Regions from separate parts of the Mus musculus genome. Here region 2 is linked to region 1. Evidence: chromatin contacts called from public ChIA-PET data. All regions are on one chromosome and are shown on one strand. Each heading gives the region's core, a stretch centred on a gene start, on an enhancer-like site or on the middle of the called end of the contact. The rest is flanking DNA. Distances are from core to core; before and after follow the strand shown. Region 1 has its middle 33 kb from the start of Gm41164. Region 2 overlaps Atp8a2 (ATPase, aminophospholipid transporter-like, class I, type 8A, member 2).

Region 1 (3,348 bases), core at 579-3,078:
CAGAAAACAGACTGGTGCAGCATCTCTTGCCTTCTCTAAAAACCAGAAGCTGAATCCTATATATATCCATGGCTTTCTAATCGTATTCATATTGTCACTTGTAACTCGTGAGAGTAGGGTAAGGAGGACGTAGAACAAGGATTGGTTCTAGGTGCTCCATCATACAAAAAATGGGTTACCTAAGAGGAGGAGAAAGGGGGAAGGGAGGACAGGAGAGGAAGAGGAGGGCAATGAGGAGAAAGGAGGAAGGAAGAGGAGGAAGAGGGGGTAGGAAGAGGTGCTGGAAGAGGAGGAGAAAGAGAGTAGGAAGAGAAGAAAAAGGAGTCTACTTAGCTACTCCCAAAAGGAACTTAAGCAAGATCCTGCCTCTCTGAGACCCGTTCCGTAACAAATGCCTGCACACACTTGTTTCATGCCCAGAGCATCCTACGGCAGCCCTCAGAGTCACTGCAGGCTCTTCGCTTGCTCACTTGTTTGGCTTCTGCTGTGCTGAGATGGAAGCCAGTGTCTTGTGCATGCAAGGCAAGTTCCCTGCCGCTGAGTTACTTGTTCAGCCTCCAGTGATTATTTGTTTGTTTGCTCTGCTGTTTCCAGTTCCATGCATGTAAGGTGTAGTATTGCTTGTGTAATTTTTAAGTTGCCACATAGTTAATTTATTTTTAGAAGAATGGGGGAATTCTAAAGATTCTTAGCCAGTAACATTGCTTGTAGCATACCCATGAGGGCCTGCATCCATGTGCAAAATCCCCAGCTTCCCTGGACTAAAATGTTGGGCAAGGTGGCCCATGATTGGAATCCCAGTGCTGAAGAGGTGGAGGCAGGAGGCAAAGTCTACTTGGTGAATTGTAAGCCTGTCTCAAAGAGCAAGGGCGCAGCCCCTAAGTATTAAACTTTAGCCTCTATATGCACATGCGAATACACATATGTGTACACAGGGGAAGGGGGAGTTCTTTGTCAATCCAGCATATACTACACTTCATGGTAAGATCATAAGTCCAGGAAATTGAATCTAAAGTTTGTAAATGGAAGAAAAACATAATCAAAACCAGTAGTTATCCCCATGGATATGCTTTTGTAGAGGATACGTACAGAATTTTTGTAGCTGTGCCATTTTAAATCCTAAGTTACACGTGTCCTTTCGATCCCCAGCTTCCTGAGAGAAGGTGGCACTTTCAGGTCGTTGTGGAGTTACACCTGCCCTGGCACCCACTCCCACCACAGTGCCTTCCCCAAGTACTTCCTGAGGCTTCATGGGACTGTGTTTATTACAACATAACTCTTTATAGATTAAACATTAGACCCACTTTAGTTATTACCCCAAATTTTATGTTTGTAAGATCTCATCTACAAGCACATCCCTTTTGCTATGTGACAATCCTGGAGATGTGACATTGATATAGAAATACTATTCAACACAATATCCAGGGAGACAGAAACCCCTTATTCAGCCCCTGTCCCAGCCACAGGCCCTCTGGGTTTGCTCAGCTCACTGTTTCTGATCACATGTGGTCCAGCTGTACGACCTGCTTGCCTATATCAAAGCTCTTTTTCTTCAAATGATTTTTTTCCCAAGACAGTGTTTCTCTTTGTAGCCCTGGCTGTCCTGGAACTCACTCTGTAGACTAGGCTGGCCTCAAACTCAGAAATCCACCTGCCCCTGCCTCCCAAGTGCTGGGATTAAAGGCATGCGCCACCACTGCTCGGCTCTTCAAATGATTTTGACATGTGGAAAGGAATAAACTCAAAAGTGAACTCTATACAGTCCCCCACTCAGATTTCAAAATGATGCCCCAAACTGTATCTTCCAGGATACGCATGTGACTGTGTTTATCTAGAAACCTTCAGTTGAGCCTAGGATGCGGTGAACCACAAAGACCAGCTAACATGACGTAAGTGCACATGCCTTCTAGAATTATGCAGTCTGTCTCAGTTCCTTGCTCCATTCAAGATCATCTTTATTGATTGTTAGAAAATGCAGAGTTCCAGGACCTATGCAGGGCACGTGTCCCTGGCACCTTATCCCAGGATGTTCCTGCCAGATTACAGCTCGCTCCATGCTCCATTTCCTACCATCCCATCTTCTAGTTCTAATCCAACATGCTTCCTAAATAAGAGAGGTTTGAACTAAGTACCTTATAGTTGATGGCTAACTAAGCCCCTGGCTGCTGCTGGCTCTCAAGCACTGCCATCTGCTTGTCTGTGACATGACAGATTTTAAAGTTTTTCATTTTAAGTGTGTGTGTGTGTGTGTGTGTGTGTGTGTGTGTGTGTGTGCACATATACACATGCTTGTGCTATGGCACATGTAGAGGTTAGAGGATTACTGGGGCTTCAGGCTTGACAGCAGACACATTTCCGGACTGAGCCATCTCGCCAGCCCTCTATCTGTTAAAATCCCAGCACTTTTGTCACCCAGCACACAGCCTGAGTGATGAGGGAGGTACACTGAGCATTACTGCAACCTCTGGCTCCTGGTTTGTGATCTGCTCCCTGCTTTACCTCCTGTTCCTTCCCTCTGTGACAGAACACACACAGCCAAAGGACCCTGGAAAACTGAGCAGCACACGAGACATAAGGCCACACATGCAGCTGACTTAGTAGGTGCCAAGTATAACATATTTTGTTTCTACTTTTAAAGGCCCTGTAAGGAAACATTGTCAACTCTGAGCTCCCACAGCAGGTAGAGCAGAAAACCTAGACTGTAGAGGAAGTCTGCCTTCAGGTCCTCAACCCCACTGCTCTCTCATGGAGCAGAGATAAAGCAGGGCTAAAATCAACAGCCAGGATAAAGCACTTCAGCTGTTGTTACGCAGTGCCTCCCACAATGATAATGCGAAGGTAGGAACACTGTGCACTGCATATACAGAGGATGCTTCATGGTCCTCAAGACAGCATCTAAGCTAGCAGACAGGGTTCACGCTGTGCTACTCCCAAATGCAGCATCCTAACCTTGAGAAACCAGAGAAGCAAGGAAGGTCATTCTGACCTCTCCTGCCCCTTTCCCTCCTAGCAGGAAGACCCTCGTGAGAGAGACGCCCTTTCGCCAGCCAGAAGAAAAGAAACTCCCAAGGAATCTAAGCAGACAGCCCTGGCTAATTCAGCAAATCCATTACCATCAGCAAACTCATCTCAGCATCCTTTCCTGTCAGCCACACTTCTCCATGACCACACTCATCTCGTCCAAATGTAAAACACACGAGTTTATCCATCTTTATTTCTGAAGGCTCCTGTGTCCTGGACAGGTGTATGCTTCTCTCTTGTTGGTCTGTCTTTTGTGGTGGGGGACCTTAGCTGTGACCCTAGTGAAGAGCGAGCCAAGGAGACTCTTTGCTCCCCTACACTAGGCAA
Region 2 (3,383 bases), core at 93-2,592, 430 kb before region 1:
TAAAGGTCTCTGTGTCTTTTATTTGGGTAATAGCTGGTTAAAGAGTAACTGCTGTATTAATTCCCAGCATTGGTTATTAACTACAAAATATTTAAATCACACTACAGGCAACTGAGGCAGGGTCTGGGTTGGCTTCTCTGACTGACAGTCTTCAGAGCCCAAGAACCTGGTTCCGGAAAGGACTGGATCAGCCTCTACTGTTGAGGTTATGAGCAGAAACATCTGCTACACTTCTTGAAGAATTTGGTCATTCTACAACAATGATGCTGTGCTTCAAATAAAGCCAGAAACTTAAAGAGAGTCAATAAGTGCTGGGGGAAAAGAGGATCTCGAACTTGGGTTCCCTCCCTAGAAATCTGAAGCCTCCTCCCAAATGAACAGTGGCTTCAAGCAGATGTTCAGCACTACCATTGTTGGTTTTTAAAGCTTGGGGCTATGAATATAAAGCACATGTAACTGACAAAAGCGTGTCTCAGGAAAAGTTGGAAGGATGTGGCAAGTGTGAAGAAGGCTACAGTTGACCTGTAGAAAAGGGGACTAAGGCTCGTGTGTGGCGCTGTACAGTGAGAGTCCCCTGAAGCACTGCATTCAGTCCTCTGCAGACCCTTTCTACAGAAGAGAGACACTGCACTTCCCCCAAGTTCCTGTTGCCAGAGAGGCATTACCCCAACCCCACCCAACTGAGGTGGCCCTGCCCTGAAACCCTGCCCCCTGTCCTAACCACAGCCCACCCCTCCATTCTCCCACCTTACCCCAGGTTCCAAGCAAACACAGAGATGCTGAGATTTCACCTCAGGAGCTCAGCTTTTGCTTCTCCCAGAAACTCTAGACACCAGCTTCACATTTTAAGTAAAAGAAATTTTGTAGAATGTGGCACGTGAAAAAAACCAGAAACACAGGAGGGAAGAAGATCGCCACCCTGCTTAACAACACAAGGACAGATTAGAATGTGGGCCGGAAATAGTCTTCAGTTGTGGTGTATGGAACCCTCTCTGCTGTCCCTTCCTTACCCTATTCTTGGAAAGTTATTTTCCAGTCACAGGCTAAAAGAGTTTCAGTTTTGTTTTTGAGGTCTGCCTCTCCAAAACTTTGATTTCTGTTCATGTGCACGTGAAGGGTTAAACCAAGTCTCTTCCCTTTCTAATGTGAGTTGACCTTGTTGCTTGTTTCTGCTTTTATGAAACATGGTATTACTCTTCAGCCCTGGCTGGCCTTGAACCTCTGCTTCAGTCTCATGCCTCAGTCTTCTGAGTGCTGGAATTACAGGTGACCGCTTATGGTGAGCTGTTTTAGGCAGGATGCTGACAGCTCTGTCTGCCCAGGGAGGCGGTTCAGCAGGGTACACGGGTGGAAGCTGTGTGGCCCTCAGGAGGCCTGGCTGACAGGCAGGTGTGCTATGCACACATCGCTGGCCCTGCAGTCTTGGTTCACTCAAGTAGATCAGCCTTAACTGGAGTATATCGAAAGGAGGACTGGAAAGTGCACGCTGACTGGTCACAGAACAGGATGGAGGAAACCAATTCCATGCTGAGCGCTGTTCTCCTTCCTCAGTCCTTAGTCATGTCTACCCTTCCCCATGCAAAGCGAATCTCAGCACAATGTTACGCTTAGATTTATGACAAAGGAAGATGACATCTTCTGGAGAGACACCTATAAAGTATTCACTCAGAAGCCCTGTGTGAGGCAAGTGATTGGCCCTGCAGCACCCTATTTCTTGTGATAACTCAGAAGCTGCCTCCCACATACCACCTAATGGCCAAGAAATAGTCCACTGACACAGCCAGTGTGTCTGAGCAATGGAGACTTGAACCCATAGCTGCCAGCATGAAAATCTGTCAGCTCAGCCTCCCTGTCACCTGTACCTGAGAGTGGAAGAGATTAAGCCACCATCCATTTCACTCCTACAAATGTCACAGTGTCATTAAAGACATCTGTCTGGGGAATGCAGCTGATATAAGACCCCAAGTACCAGCCTTAGCACTGCAAATAAATGGAAAATAATACTACATGAAATAGATTCTTTTTTTTTTTCATTTGTTTTGATCTGTTTGGTTTTGTTCTTTGAGGTGGTGGTGGTGGTGGTGGTGGTGGTGGTGGTGGTGGTGGTGGTGGTGGTGTCTCTCTGTGTCGCCCTGGCTGGCCTAGAACTTGGTATATACACCAGGCTGGCCTTGAATTCATAGAGATCAGCCTGCCTCTTCCTCCTTAGTTCTGGAATTATGGCCTGGGCCACACACCAGGCAGTAGATTGCTGTTGACAGTAGACTTTTTTATACTTTGTTGTTGGTGGTTTGACTTTCGTAACCAGAGCACCCGCAAGTTTTATCGGTAAACCTTGTTGTTGCAGAATCCCAGATAGTGATTCAGGGAGTTTCTACAAAGCAACTCCTCGTCTATCCCCACCAGTAGACAAGATGGTGCTTTTTAGGGCTTAGACCTTAAACACACTAAAATGCACAAATGTTAAACCCCACAGAGTTTTGGTTACTGTCTACGTATGAGTAGTGTCTGCTCACACCAAGCTATAAGATACTTCTATTACCCCAGAGGGCCCTCCTGTGTCTGACCTTCCTAGCCAATTCTGTTTCACAAGACAATGGCTGTCCTGATTTCTGGCATTTTAGTGGTCTGGCTGATTGTAGAATTCTAATGATTCTGAATGGCACAACAGTGTAGGAGTTTGTTTGATCTGGCTGTCTTCACTCAACGTAAGGGCTTTGAGACGGAACCATGTTTCAGTGTGGATCTGTAATACATGCACATCCTCCCCTCCCCTCCCCTCCCCTCCCCTCCCCTGCCCTCCCCTCTCCCCCTCCAGTAGTCACTGTGTGAGTATACTGAATGCTGTTTTCTTACTCTCCTGTTGATGGACATCTGGGTTGTTTCCAGCTTGGGCCTGTTGTTAAGAACAAGGCGGCTGTGCAGGCCTCTGCACAGTCTTGTTTTATGGACGTGTTTCCATTCCTTGCAGGTAAACACCTCAGATTGGGATTGCTCTGTCACTCAGGAAGCCTGGGATTCACCTCACAGAAGCTCCAGTGGGCCACCAATGGCTACACAAGCACAGCAGTGTGTGAGCACTCCAGTGGCTCCTTATCCTCGTGGTGACTGGCATTTAGTCACTCCAGTGGCTCCTGGAATGATGACATTATGCACAGAGCGAGGCTACTCTCTGTACAGTCACTACCCCTGGGATAAAGAGGAGGAAGCCCCACAAGAGAGGGGAGCTCATGCCTTCTGAGTGAGTATGGTAGGTAGTTCACGCCTACTGTCCAGCATCCAGAGGCTGAGGCCAGAGGCCTGCTTTCAATTATAGGCCATCCTGGGCTACATATAGAGTTCCAGGCTGGGCTGGCATATAGCATAAGACTGTGACTCAGAAA

Evidence for each region. ChIA-PET counts read pairs in DNA pulled down with a chosen protein or histone mark.
Region 2: an RNA polymerase II ChIA-PET map of memory CD8 T cells shows a contact between it and region 1, with 9 read pairs. The contact joins two enhancer-like sites. A contact is called at or near these places in 1 of 484 Hi-C or Micro-C datasets (CD8 T cells), 1 of 115 datasets of contacts at active chromatin or transcription factors (memory CD8 T cells) and 1 of 9 other capture datasets (embryonic stem cells).

Annotation. Positions count from the first base shown.
Region 1 is chr14:60,127,858-60,131,205 of GRCm38.p6, forward strand. No RefSeq gene overlaps it. Among named protein-coding and RNA genes, the nearest start is that of Gm41164, 33 kb to the right of the region's middle. Within about 2 kb of position 1,829, at least 61 of the 459 cell types and tissues checked have an H3K27ac peak or open chromatin away from gene starts, as enhancers often do. A contact at or near this core is called in CD8 T cells and memory CD8 T cells, where this site is marked.
Region 2 is chr14:59,694,334-59,697,716 of GRCm38.p6, forward strand. The region is part of intron 32 of Atp8a2 (ATPase, aminophospholipid transporter-like, class I, type 8A, member 2); the gene reads right to left. Among named protein-coding and RNA genes, the nearest start is that of Shisa2, 71 kb to the left of the region's middle. Within about 2 kb of position 1,343, at least 12 of the 459 cell types and tissues checked have an H3K27ac peak or open chromatin away from gene starts, as enhancers often do. A contact at or near this core is called in CD8 T cells and memory CD8 T cells, where this site is marked.